Regions from separate parts of the Capra hircus genome. Here region 1 is linked to region 2. A link is a contact called in public Hi-C data. All regions are on one chromosome and are shown on one strand. The core of a region is the stretch at or near the end of the contact, and the rest is flanking DNA. Distances in the headings are between cores, read along the strand shown. Region 1 overlaps DOPEY2 (protein dopey-2). Region 2 holds the start of CBR3 (carbonyl reductase [NADPH] 3).

The links. A called contact is a pair of places that touch in the nucleus more often than the background predicts.
Region 1: a Hi-C map of blood shows a contact between it and region 2, with 3 times the contacts expected there. The contact joins the enhancer-like site here to the promoter of CBR3 in region 2. A contact is called at or near these places in 4 of 5 Hi-C or Micro-C datasets (blood and liver).

What each region holds. Positions count from the first base shown.
Region 1 is chr1:148,379,885-148,386,159 of ARS1.2, reverse strand. DOPEY2 (protein dopey-2) reads right to left here. Exons shown (of 37, transcript XM_018052737.1): 5 at 3,273-3,462; 6 at 763-861; 7 at 313-436. Among named protein-coding and RNA genes, the nearest start is that of DOPEY2, 43 kb to the right of the region's middle. Within about 2 kb of position 3,364, at least 1 of the 5 cell types and tissues checked has an H3K27ac peak or open chromatin away from gene starts, as enhancers often do.
Region 2 is chr1:148,319,088-148,325,113 of ARS1.2, reverse strand. It overlaps CBR3 (carbonyl reductase [NADPH] 3), which reads right to left and starts at 2,200. Exons shown (of 3, transcript XM_018052701.1): 1 at 1,727-2,200. The coding sequence starts at 2,015.

The DNA.
Region 1 (6,275 bases), core at 2,115-4,614, 60 kb before region 2:
GTGTCCGATTCTTTGCAACCCCATGGATGACTGTAGCCTGCCAGGCTCCTCTGTGCGTGGGATTTCCCAGGCAAGAACACTGCAGTGGGTTGCCATCTCCTTCTCCAGAAAATCCTGTTACTTCTCTGTATTTTACGTACTGACTGCAAAATAACCAAAGCTGCAGGCTAGACAGCAGAACTCTGCTGACCAGTTGACAGTTCAGTCTGCGTGCTGTCTTCCTGCACTGATGACATTCAGAAACGCATCACCAAGATTAGAACTTATTCCCCAAATCAGCACCTTCCCTCTGGGTCTCCAGCCCCTATGTACCAAGTAACCACGCGTAAAGCCTTCTGTTCAGAGACATATCCCGTCTCAGGAGGGTCTGAGTGGCAGCTGAGAGGACATGCACAATGTCGGATCTGAGCAGGGGGATGGCTCTCTCGTTGGAATCCTAGGAGGAAGACAGAGGAAACTTTACCACAAGGTGATGACACGGTAAACTGCTGGCCTTCTGACATGCAGACCCTCTTCAGCAGCCTACAAAGCTTTACCTTAAAGAGAGGTTCTCAAAAGGGGTGGGTTCTTCACACGCTGCCCAGGGGAGAAGCTACTCAATTCTGCTACAGAACCACCACCCGCACAGAAATGAGCTGAATGTGGACGGTGGTCACCGAGCACCTGCCCTGCCCTCCTGACAAGACAGCCCGGGTCTCTCCCACCTACCCCACGGCCTCAGAGAAGACCAGCACTGCCCCTGGAAGAACACAGACTGCTCACCAGACAGGTATAAAATGGGAAGAAGAACAGGACAATCTCCAGGTTATTTCTTTGCACCAGCACGTTTGAGTCCAACAGGGAAGCACATAAGGACTTTATCTGCAAGGGACAAAACGCCGTGAACATTTCACGCCCAAGACATTGAGCATCATTTGCAGCTATTCTTTTTAATCGTAAAAATGAAAACAACTGTCCCTGGTCATCTTGAAACCATTGTGTTAACGTCACGTGGAACAGAACAACATGGTGTAAATATGGGAAACTTGGTTCTAGCTCCAGATGCTGGAGGGGGGGCTCTGTGTGATGGGAAAGACGGCACTGTTTGATTTCAGAAGTGGAGAGGCTTGGACCAGATGGCCAGGCTCAAAGACCTCAGGTCCTACAATCCCAGAAAGAAACGTTTTTAGGTTCCAATGGGGACCTTCGACTATACTAAAACTCCAATGACATCCAGCCAAATGGACTCCAAACCAATTCAATGCGGATTTTGAGGATCCTTTCTGAGTGCAGACAGATGTGCTACAGCTGCCCGATAGAAAACCAGCCGTAAGAAGAGTTTTAACAAAAAGCTGTGAGAACCGGGAAGAGGAGAGGGCGAGATCTTTCATCGGTGGGGGGGGGGGGGGTCGGGGAGGGGAACAGCGAAGCTTTATGGGGAAGCTGAGCTTGAAAGACAGGCAGGACAGACGCTGAGATGGGAGAGAAGAGACGGGCAGTGAGCGCAGGACGAGGGAGGGACCAGCTCAAGCAAAGACGGCATCACAGACTTGCCAGGCCAGGAGGGGCGGCGAGCTCTGGGAGCGCAGATGGCCAGGAGGAAAGAGTCAGGCCTCTGGGCGACTGGGAGCAGACCACCAGGGCACTCCTGAGGATGGACTTTATTTGCTGGCAGCAGGTAATTTTTCAAGCACAGAAAAGATCTAAGCAATGTTATGCTTCAGCAAGTGAAGTCTCACAGCAACCAAAAAAGCACTGGATGGGAGAGGGAAGAGATGGGGAGAAATCAGTTAGAAAATTACATGGTGGTCCGGGAACAAGACCGAAGGAGACGAAGCAGGGAGGTGAAAACAGAGGAAGAGACGCAGCGGTGCTGACGGGGCAGAGGAGGGAGTGTGTCTGTGAGGGTCTCCTCTGTCCTAAGCACTGGACGACGTCCCTTCATCACTCTTTTCCTTGGAGATCTATTACTTCCACGGTGCAAAGAGGAATGGATTCAGCGGGGTAAGGAATCGCTGCCCACTTTCTTAACGATGAAATCAGCTTTGAACGTTTTCAGTTTGAAGCAAGATCCACCACTAGGTGGCGATAGACTGCAAGCCATCAAACAAGCCTTAAGTTTGGGAGAACTGATTTGACTCAGAGCGGAAATTGATGTTTTTGAACTGTGGTATTAGAGAAGACTCTTGAGAGTCCCTTGGACTTCAGGGAGATCCAATCAGTCCATCCTAAAGGAAATCAGATCTGAATATTCATTGCAAGGACTGACGCTGAAGCTGAAACTCCAATACTTTGGCCACCTGATGCGAAGAACTGACTGACTCACTGGAAAAGACCCTGATGCTGGGAAAGATTGAAGGCTGGAGGAGAAGGGGATGACAGAGAATTAGATGGTTGGCTGGCATCACTAACTCGATGGACATGAGTTTGAGCAAGCTCTGGGAGTTGGTCATGGACAGGGGAGCCTGACGTGCTGCAGTCCATGGGGTCTCAAAGAGTCGGACACAACTGAACGACTGAACTGAACTGAACTGAAGTTTGGGAGTGTTCCCCTGATAGCTCAGTTGGTAAAGAATCTGCCTGCAAGGCAAGAGACCCCAGTTCCATTCCTGGGTCGAGAAGATCCCTGGAGAAGGGATCAGCTACCCACTCCACAATTCTTGGGCTTCCCTGGTGGCTCCATCTGCCATTTGGGAGATCTGGGTTCCATCCCTTGGTTGGGAGATCCCCTGGAGAAGGGAAAGGCTACCCACTGCAGTATTCTGGCCTGGAGAACTGGAGAAGTTTGGGGAGAAAAAGACAACAGATCTGAGAAATTCCCAGTTTTCAAGGTCATGAGAAGGCAGGTCACCTCCAGGGAAGAAGGCCTGGGGACAGACCCCTGAGGAACCTGGACAACCTAGGTGTGTGAGCAGCCAGAGGGAGAGGAGGGCACACAGGAGGATGGCAGGAGCCGGAGGTGGGAGCCTATTTGCGGGCGGTGGTCAGTGGTCAGTGTGATGGAGGTAGCGGGGGCGGGGGCTGAAAACACGGCTGCGACTCAACAGCAAACCCCCAGCTGAGGGCTCTCAGGAGCCACCTGTATTGCTGAAGGGCCCTGCTCAGGTGTGAGTAGCACGTGTGAACACACGCGTGATGCAGGTGTCAGAGACCACGACCACGTCCCCATGTGGGCTGCACAGCGATGCCGCCTCCTCACCTGCTCAGTCTCTCCAAACACCTCCACATCCTGCTGTGCCCACCCGCCCTCACTCCACCCCAGCCCCGCCCCCCACCAGGCCCGGGGCACCCACCGTGAGCTGGTAGTCAGTCCCCAGCATGTACTTCTGCTCCCGGCCGGGCGCGCCCCGGTTGATGTGGCCCACCACGAAGAGCGAGGCGGGCAGCCGGATGGACGGGCTGGCCAGGATACTCCCCCAGAGGGCAGCGTAGAAGACCTCCCTGCCGACCACCAGGGACAGCCTCAGGAGCAGCGCGTCCGTCCTAGGACGGGAGAGCACAGCGTCAGGGCGATCCCCGCAGGCCAGGGAAACACCACCTCCCTCATTCTGAGCCGCCGCCGTCTGCCCCTTCGGTGTCTGTCTGTCCATCCGCCAGCTGGCACTGAAAACTGAATTTTCTAGGACAAACGTGTCACCGAGACGGGCCACGTCTTAGCTGAGGGGCAGCGTCTGACCGGTTGTGTCCCCCTCGGGGCACAGAGATCCGTCTCCACCTCTGGCCTCACCACAGATGTCACTGTGCTTGTGGGAGGTGGGCCCACTGCCCCAAGGAGATGAGCAGATCGGCTTCCCTGTATAAAAGCACGAGGAGTCATTAATGTGCGGAAAAAGCAAAAGGCTGACACGACTGATTAAAGATCAAAGTAATGATAAAGACTTCCGTAGTGGCTCAGATGGTAAAGAATCCGGCTGCAATGCAGGAGACTTGTGTTTAATCCCTGGGTGGGGAAGATCCCCTGGAGAAGGAAATGGGAAACCACTCCAGTAGTCCTGCCTGGAGAATCCCATCGACACAAGAGCCTGGCGGGCTACAGTCCATGGGGTCACAAAGAGTCGGACACGACTTAGGGACTGTCACTCACTCAGTGATAAAGACATCCCTGACCTGAGCCCCTGACACTGGGCTTCAGAAATACTGGGGACAGGTGTTGCCTGGGCCTCCCACCCCATGGCACAGTCTAGAAGGTCTGGGGCCGTTTCCCGACACTCTGCCCCCAGCACCTCCACACCTCGACTGCCACAGCAGGAAGCACTCCTGTGGACCACCTGCCTGGATCCAGGTCTCATCTTTACCTGGGATGCCGTGACATCGCATCAGCACTTGGATGGACCTCCTCGGACAGCAGCAGCATTGGGGGGCGTGAGCTTGTTTTTCCACCGACACAGACCGAGGCAGGCCCCTCTCCGCTTGGGGAGTATCTGCGTCTAGCGGGGCCCTTTCCCACCAACTGTGAAAACACAGCTTGTGGGCCCGGTGACGGCACTTATTACCGCGGAGGCAGCTCCCACGAAGGGATTTCACTTCAGGAGGGGGTCTGACTTGAAATCTAAAATGAGTCCATCTTTCATATGCTTCCTATTTGCATCGACCACGGCGGGGGGTGGGGTGGGAAAAAGACAGGACGACAAGCCCAGAATAAAGCAGTGGCGTTCTGGAATCAACAATCCTGTGTCTACTTCTTGGCAGTGGAGCCTGGGACGAATGAAAGCCCTGTGCATGTCATCTCTCAGCCGTGGCGGAGAAAAGGGGTGAAACTACGCGAGCGTCTCTTGAATATACACTCATCATGGGTCTGTTCTCCTAGCTGACCATCCCCAGTGCCCAGATGGGCGTATGACATGCAGCTGGCCCTCCAGAAGACTGTCAGATGAATGCCACTCTCTCCACTTCACTGTGACCCACGCTGCGTGCAGCTTGCTCTGGTTGTTCAGCCGCTAAGTCACGTCCGACTCTTTGTGACCCCACTGACCGCAGCACACCAGGCCTCCCTGTCCCTCACCATCTCCCGGAGTTTGCCCAAGTTCAGCTTGCCCAGTATATATTTAAACATTTCGTACAAAAAAAGTCTACTACCTTTCAACATCAAAAATTAATTCTGTTTTCCTTAACCCTAGCATGAACCTTTTCGACTCATAACATACCCGTAGCAAATGACGCAGAGGAAAAAACATGAAGAAGCATCAGTAACAGCCAAATGCTTAGAAGGACACAGAATGGTTTAGTGGCTAAAGGTATTGATCAGCCTTCTGTCAGGGCTGAGCCAACTAATACAGCTTCTCTCTGCTGAGCTCTGAAAACCACCAAAAGCGCTAGTTTGGGGTAGAAGCACCATTCAGCAGCTGCAGTTGCGGTAAGCTGGGCAGATGGGTCCCTGTGGACACAGTGGACACACAGGATGGTCCTGAGCTAGGAAGAGATTCCCACAGCAGCAGATTAATCCAGGAAGCCCCTGGAGAGCTCTCCAGGGTCCCTATCACACAAGACCAACGCCAAGCTAAAACCCATCACAAACACTACAGCATGGACACTGCTGTCTCCTGCCCCTTGCTTACAAAAGCGTATCCCCAAAGCATGTTTCAGGGAACAGTGGCCACCATAGAGGGGGTTCCACCGTCTGAGAGCCTGGGGAATGCCACTTACACTATCCCGTCTTCAACATTCAGAGAACACTGCCCAGTTTTCTTTATTAAACGGGCTTCCCTTGTGGCTCAGCTGGTAAAGAACCCACCTGCAATGCGGGAGACCTGGGTTCAATCCCTGGGTTGGGAAGATCCCCCAGAGAAGGGAAAGGCTACCCACTCCAGTATTCTGGCCTGGACAATCCCATGGACTGTACAGTCTATGGGCTCGCAAAGAGTCAGACAAGACTGAATGACTTTCACATTAAAGCAGCAGTTTAATATAAAAATAAAAATTTTACCTTAAAAATGAATGGATATTAAAAATTGAAATAATGTTACAGGTTAGAAAAACAAGCAATTATGAAAGGACTCTGCCGTGGAGGGGGGTTTCCTAGGTGGTGCTAGTGGTAAAGAATCTGCCTGCCAATGCAGGAGAGGCAGATTTGATCCCTGGGTCAGGAAGATCCCCTGGAGAAGGGAATGACAACCCACTCCAGTATTCTTGCCTGGAGAATCCCATGGACAGGAGGCTAGAGGGCTACAGTCCATGGTGTCATAAAAGTGTTAGACATGACTGAGCAACTAAACAAAACTTCTATGGAGAGCAAAGTAAAGAGCACGATAACTGGGGTTAAAAGCTGAAGTCAAAGTCACTCAGTCGTGTCCGACTCT
Region 2 (6,026 bases), core at 951-3,450:
AACTGTAAAACAATTTCAAGGGCTCCCCTGGTGCCTCAGTGGTAAAGAATCTGCCTGCCAATGCAGGGGACATGTGTTCCATCCCTGATCCGGGAAGATCCCACGTGCTGCAGAGCAGCTAAGCCAGAGGGCCAAAACCATTGAGCCTGTGCCCTAGGGCCCTGGAGCCGCAACTACTGAGCCCCCATGCTACAACTACTGAAGCCCGAGCACCCTAAAGCCCTTGCTCTGCGACGAGAGAAGCCACTGCAATGAGAAGCCTGCACGCCACAACTAGAGAAAAGCCGGCACAACAACGGAGACTCAGCCCAGCCAAAGATGTTTACATAAATTAAAAGCAGGAGGCTGATGGTTCTCAGACGTCCAGCCTCTATCTGAAGCATCCGCAGGGCCTGTTAGAACACAGCTTTCTGGGACCTGCCCCCAGAGTTTGGGATTAAGGAGTTCCGGGGTGGGGCTTCATAATTTGCATTTCTAATTCAGTTTCCAGGTGACGCTTCAACTACGGGCTTGTGAGCCACACTTGGAGCAGCAGTGGCCAAACCCATCTTGAAAGGGCATAGGAGGAAGCACCTGGCGATTCTGCTAAAATGCAGATTACAGTTCAGCAGGTGTGGGGCTGAGGCTGGCAATTCTGCGATTCCCGCAGTTCCCAGAGTCGCAGGTACTGCTGGTCGAGGGTCAAAACTCTGAGGGGCGAGGATTGCCAGATGAGGTCAGTGTACCCCCCATGTGTTGTCCACCCATCCCTCAGCTGTGCGCTCCGAGGGGGTGTCCGCCAACTCCCCGCCTGAGCGCGCAGAAAGCCCGGCAGCCTGAGTTGCCCCAACGGGTGCCCCGGGCGGCCCAACGCCCAAAGCCGAGGGAGATGAAGACTTAGGCTTCACAATGCTTCCTTTTCCTCCGCTCGGCCTCTTAGATTTCTCTTTCCCATTAGGTTGTAAGTGAGGCCAGCCTTTTATTTTCTACCCGCAGCACAAGGCAGATCAATAACTTTCTTATTCGAGTCATGGAGCAAGTAATTTCCATCTCCCTGCCCCTCTCCAAAGAAGGATGCTGCTTAAAACCACCCTTAAAAAAAGAAAAACCCAGAACAAACCTTCTATGTTTGATAACAAGCGGAGCTTCCCTGGGGGTGGGAACCACACTCGCTTCCTTTTTGCCAGAGCCTATCAAAGCCCTGCGTTAGAGACCCAAGTCCACTAGCGTGCATATGCGCGCTAATCCGTGTCTCCGAGACTCACTTCCTGTCCCGAGCAGATGCCTCCTGGTGTCTATGAATGCGCTCTTTGAGGGAAAGCGAAAGCCCAAAGAGAGCTTGGAGACCCTTCGCAGAGCAAATGTTTCTGGCATTAGAAAGCTGATGAGCTTAGCAGGGCGTGGTCCCCTCCCCGGAGACCGACTCTTGCAAAACTCAGCAGCTGACGGTTCTGGGAGGGTCCCGGGTGGCGCACTGTGGCGCACAGGCCCGCACAGGCCGGCGGGCAGGCGGGGCACGCTTGGCACGCTGTGCCCGGCACCGCGGCTGCTCTCGAGCGAAACGAACCGCTCCCGCGACTCCGTGGGAAGCGAGCACCAGCCGTGGGAGGCGAGAGCCGAGCGCATCCCGAGGGGCGGGCGCTCCCTTTCCGATCACTCCAGTGGATGTGTGGGGGCAGGGGCGCGTGCATTTCGTCGCGGGGCGCCCTCGGAGAGCCGGAGACCTCCCACCCACCCCTTCACCTACTGTTGAAGGCAATGCCCGCGTTGTTGACCAGCACGTTGAGCCCCCCGTACTCCTTGCGCAGGAAGTCGCGCAGGGCGCGGATGCTCTGCAGGTCGTCGATGTCCAACTGGTGGAAACGAGGGCTCAGGCCCTCCGCCTGCAGCTGCTGCACGGCCGCCCGACCCCGCGCCTCGTCCCGCGCCGTGAGCACCACGTCCCCCGGGAACTCCCGGCACAGGTCGCGTGCGATGGCAAAGCCGATGCCCTTGTTGGCCCCGGTGACCAGCGCCACGCGGGTGTAGGACGACATGGCCGGTGTGCAGGGAGCGCGGGGCCCTTGGGTGGAGAGCGATCCGGGCCGTGGGCCACCGGCGGCGCGCGCTGCGGAGGCCGGTCCACAGTCTGAGAAGCCAGGAAGAACTGGGTTCTAGGCTCCAGCGCTGTGACTTGTAGAGAAAGAGCCTCCGGTCCTCGATCCCTCCCCTCCTAGGAGGGGCGGTCTGTTCTTGAATGTTTTGTAACGCCCCATTCCCGGGTCCGCCCCCTCCCCGCGAGGCGCCCACTGTTGATCCCGCCTCTGAGCCACAACTGAGCCAAGCGGTGGTCTACGGGGGTGGAGAGAGGCTTCCCCTAAAACATAAACCAGACAGTGGTGAGTCGAAAGGGTCTGAAGATTTACCGCAGTCTGAATGAAGAAACTATCGCAGGAGAAACCCCAAAGGAGAAAAACAAGTGTTGACAATTTTCTTGGGCATGCGCCTGTCATCTTCTGCAAAATGAGGATACTTGCTTTTTTCTTGAATACAGTGAAATGATTTCGACACGGTACCTGCTTCTCAAGACCTCGATCCCATTCCTTGCTTCAGAGAAACTCAAAAGAGGGAATGAGAGAAAAAAGGTCCCAAGAACAGATTTCCAGGTGTGGGCCGGGTACCCAGCTCTGTGGGATCCCAGTGCGCCCCCAAGTGGGCGAGAGTGTTTATGAAACTCCCACTGTGTGCCGAGCGTCTTGCCGGAATGTTTTTATTCATCTTGCATAACTCCTGTGGGTGCTAAGTGTCTCCCCTGGAGAAGGAAATGGCAACCCACTCCAATATTCTTGCTGGGAAATCCCGTGGACAAAGGAGCCCGGCGGGCTACAGTCCCGTGGACTCTCAAAGAGTCGAAAAAGGCTTAGCAGCTAAACAACAATTAGGATATACATTTGTATATATATGTATATATATAATTTCTCCCAGTGAAATCTCTGTGCCCACAAAATTTAACTGAAAATGAATCTCTAAAGGTGTGTCACAGTGTGGACAAGTAATTAGGACTCTTCAACCCACTCTTTTTAGTGTGATCTGAGTGCATTCAATTGGTGACTTTCAGATTTATGGAGAGCAGTGATTTCATGACTGAGCTTTTCTCAAGCACAGCTTGGCTGAGCTACCCAAGCCTGTCACCTTGACAGCACTTTCTTCATCAAATCAACAAGTGAGGTCAGGAAGGTGGGCACCTGCTGTGGCTCAGCAATTATTTTCTTTTTTCCCCTAAAGATTATTTGGATCTCTCTTTTCAAAATGTAAGGCTATTTAGGTTTTCTACTTCTTCTTGAGAGCTTAATTCACGTTTTCCAAAATATTTGTATATTTTATCTATGTTATTGATACTGTCATGAAGTCATTGATAATATGCCTGTATTAATCCTTGTAATATCCATAGCAATGCCACTTCTCTCACTCCTGATATTGGCAATTTCTGTCTTTCATTTTTTTTTTCCTGATCTGTCTGGTTAGAACTGTTCATTTACTTCAGGAAGAAGCTTTTGATTTCATTGATATTTTTCTCCATTTTTTCTTGTTATATTTCTTTTCTAACGTTTATTTCTTCTCTTCTCATTTGGGGTTTTATTGGCTCATTTTCCTAGTTGGTTTGTGTTGTGCTTCTTTTCGTTTGTTTTGTTTTTTGAGTCTTAACTATGGAAGCTGAGATCATGGATTTGAAATCTTTCTTCTTTTCTAATATAGACATTAAGGGTTATTAATTTCCCTTTTAATACTATGTTAGTGCCATCCCATAAACACTGATACATTGTGCCTTCACTTTCAACCAGTTTAAAATAATTCTAGAATTTCCTGGCAGTCCAGTGGTTAGGACTCTGTGCTTTCACTACCAAGGGCCCAGGTTCAATCCCTGGTTGGGGAACTAAGATTCCATAAACTGTGCTGTGCAGCCAAAAAAATAAAAATAAAATAGGTAACTTCTAATTTACTTTTTGATATATTCTTTGACCAAGGGTATTTAGAAGTATTTTTTTAAGCTTCCAGCTGCTTGGGGATTTTCCAGATACCTTGCTGTTACTGATTTCTTAATTCTGTTGTAGATGGAGAATATGTTTTGTATGACTTGAATTCTTTTAAAGGAGTTTTTTAAAGCTAGGAGAGAGAGAGAGGAAAACATTTTTATGCAATAGGAATTATTTCAAAAAGAGGTAAAAATAGGTGACGGAGACAAAGCGAATAATTCAAGAACAAAATGTGTGGGAAGGTGAGTGCAGATGGGTCCTAGGGCTCAGACGGGGGCCTGGCCTTGGAATCAGGACACCTCCTGTGACAGGGCAGGCTGTGCGTGTGGGTCTAGTGGTAGGATGTTGGGTGGCTCTCCTGGGGGCACTATTTTCCCTTTTAGGGATGAATGATTTGAGATCATTAACAAGAAGGATTCTTTGGGGAGACTTGAGGAAAGTGTAGCCATCTTGCAGAACAGGAAAGTAAATTTATTAGGGAATTAGGCAGCATTGATGAGCAGAGTTGGGGGCCCATTTGAGACCTGTGGTCATAAATGTCAATTTCCTCCTGGCACCGTCCACCCACTCGTGCAGCTGCAAAGCTGGATAGCTGGTGTTTCACCAGGCTCACATAACACAGCGAGAGATGTTTGCAAGGCAAGGGGTGTAGTGTAGGGCTATGGCCTCTGAGGAGAGAGGAGAGGACACCAGAGGTTTGGAGACTCATAGTAAGTGAAGAACAGTAGGGCTGACGGAACAGAGGCCTCTGAGGACAGGACCTCCCTGGAGGCAAGCTTGTAGACTGGAGCCAAGCTGCGTCCTGGGGGTCAGCGTGGGATGCTTTGAGACTGAGATCTCAGGGGTTGTACAGATGAACCAGGTGAAGAGGGCAGGGGCACTTGTGTTGGTGTTTAGAAGTCAAGGAACTGGGAAGCCAGATACTGGATGGAACCGTCACATGTCTACTGAGTTCCTCAGAAAGGAGGACAAGTGTGGAGGGAAGAAAACACTGAATAATGTGCTGGCCTCAAGGTCTGTGCCTTTGGCTGTTTCTGTCCTAAGACTTTTTTTTTTTCTTTTAAAGAAACAAGGGTTCCCACATCTTCATTTCGCACTAGGCCTCAAATTATGTAGCAGGTCAATGAAAGGGAGTCTGGGGTGGTTTGGGGAGAGTTTGTTGCTCATAGTAGGGGGCTTCCCAGGTGGTGCAGTGGTAAGGAAGCTGCCTGGCGGTGCAGGAGACATAAGATGAGGGGGTTCGATCCCTGGGTCAGGAAGATCCCCTGGAATAAGAAATGGCATGCCACTCCTGTGTTCAGCCTGGAAAATTCCATGGAGAGAGGAGCCTGGTGGGCTACAGTTCATGGAGTCACAAAGAGTCAGACACTACTGAGCATGCATGCACAAATGCACACATGCACACACGTTACTTATAGCAGTCATTTCCAGTTTTTCATGTTAGAATTCCTTGGGGATCTTATTTAAAAAAAAAATTCTGATGTCTGGCTCTTTCCCCAGACATTGTGATTTAATTGCGTTTGGGTGTAACCCAAGCACTGGCAGTTTCAAAAGCTGATTCCAATGTGTAGCAAACTTTAGGAATCACTGGGTTACATAATAGGAATTTTAATTGGTTAAAAGTGACACAATCTTCAAAAAAGAGCTGAAGATTTTGAGAGAAAAGAGGAGACAGAGTTTGGAAATGGCACAGGTGATTGTCCCCTCCCCCTTCCTAGACATCAGGTCCTAATCACAGAACCTGTGGATGTCCCTTTGTATGGAAAAAGGGACTTTGCAAACGTGATTAAATTGAGGATCTTGAGATGAGATGATATCCCTGAACTTTCTTGGTGGGCCCAATGTAATCCCAAATCTCCTTATGAGAGGCAGGCAGGCAGGTCAGAGGCACAAGGAGATGTGAGATGAAAGCCAGGAGAGGCCTGGAGGAAGACTGATTTGACGATGATTGCATTGCTGGCTTTGAAGATGGTGAAGACCCAGGGACGCAGGTAACCTCCAGAACTTGTAGGAAGCAAGGAGGTGGGTTCTCCT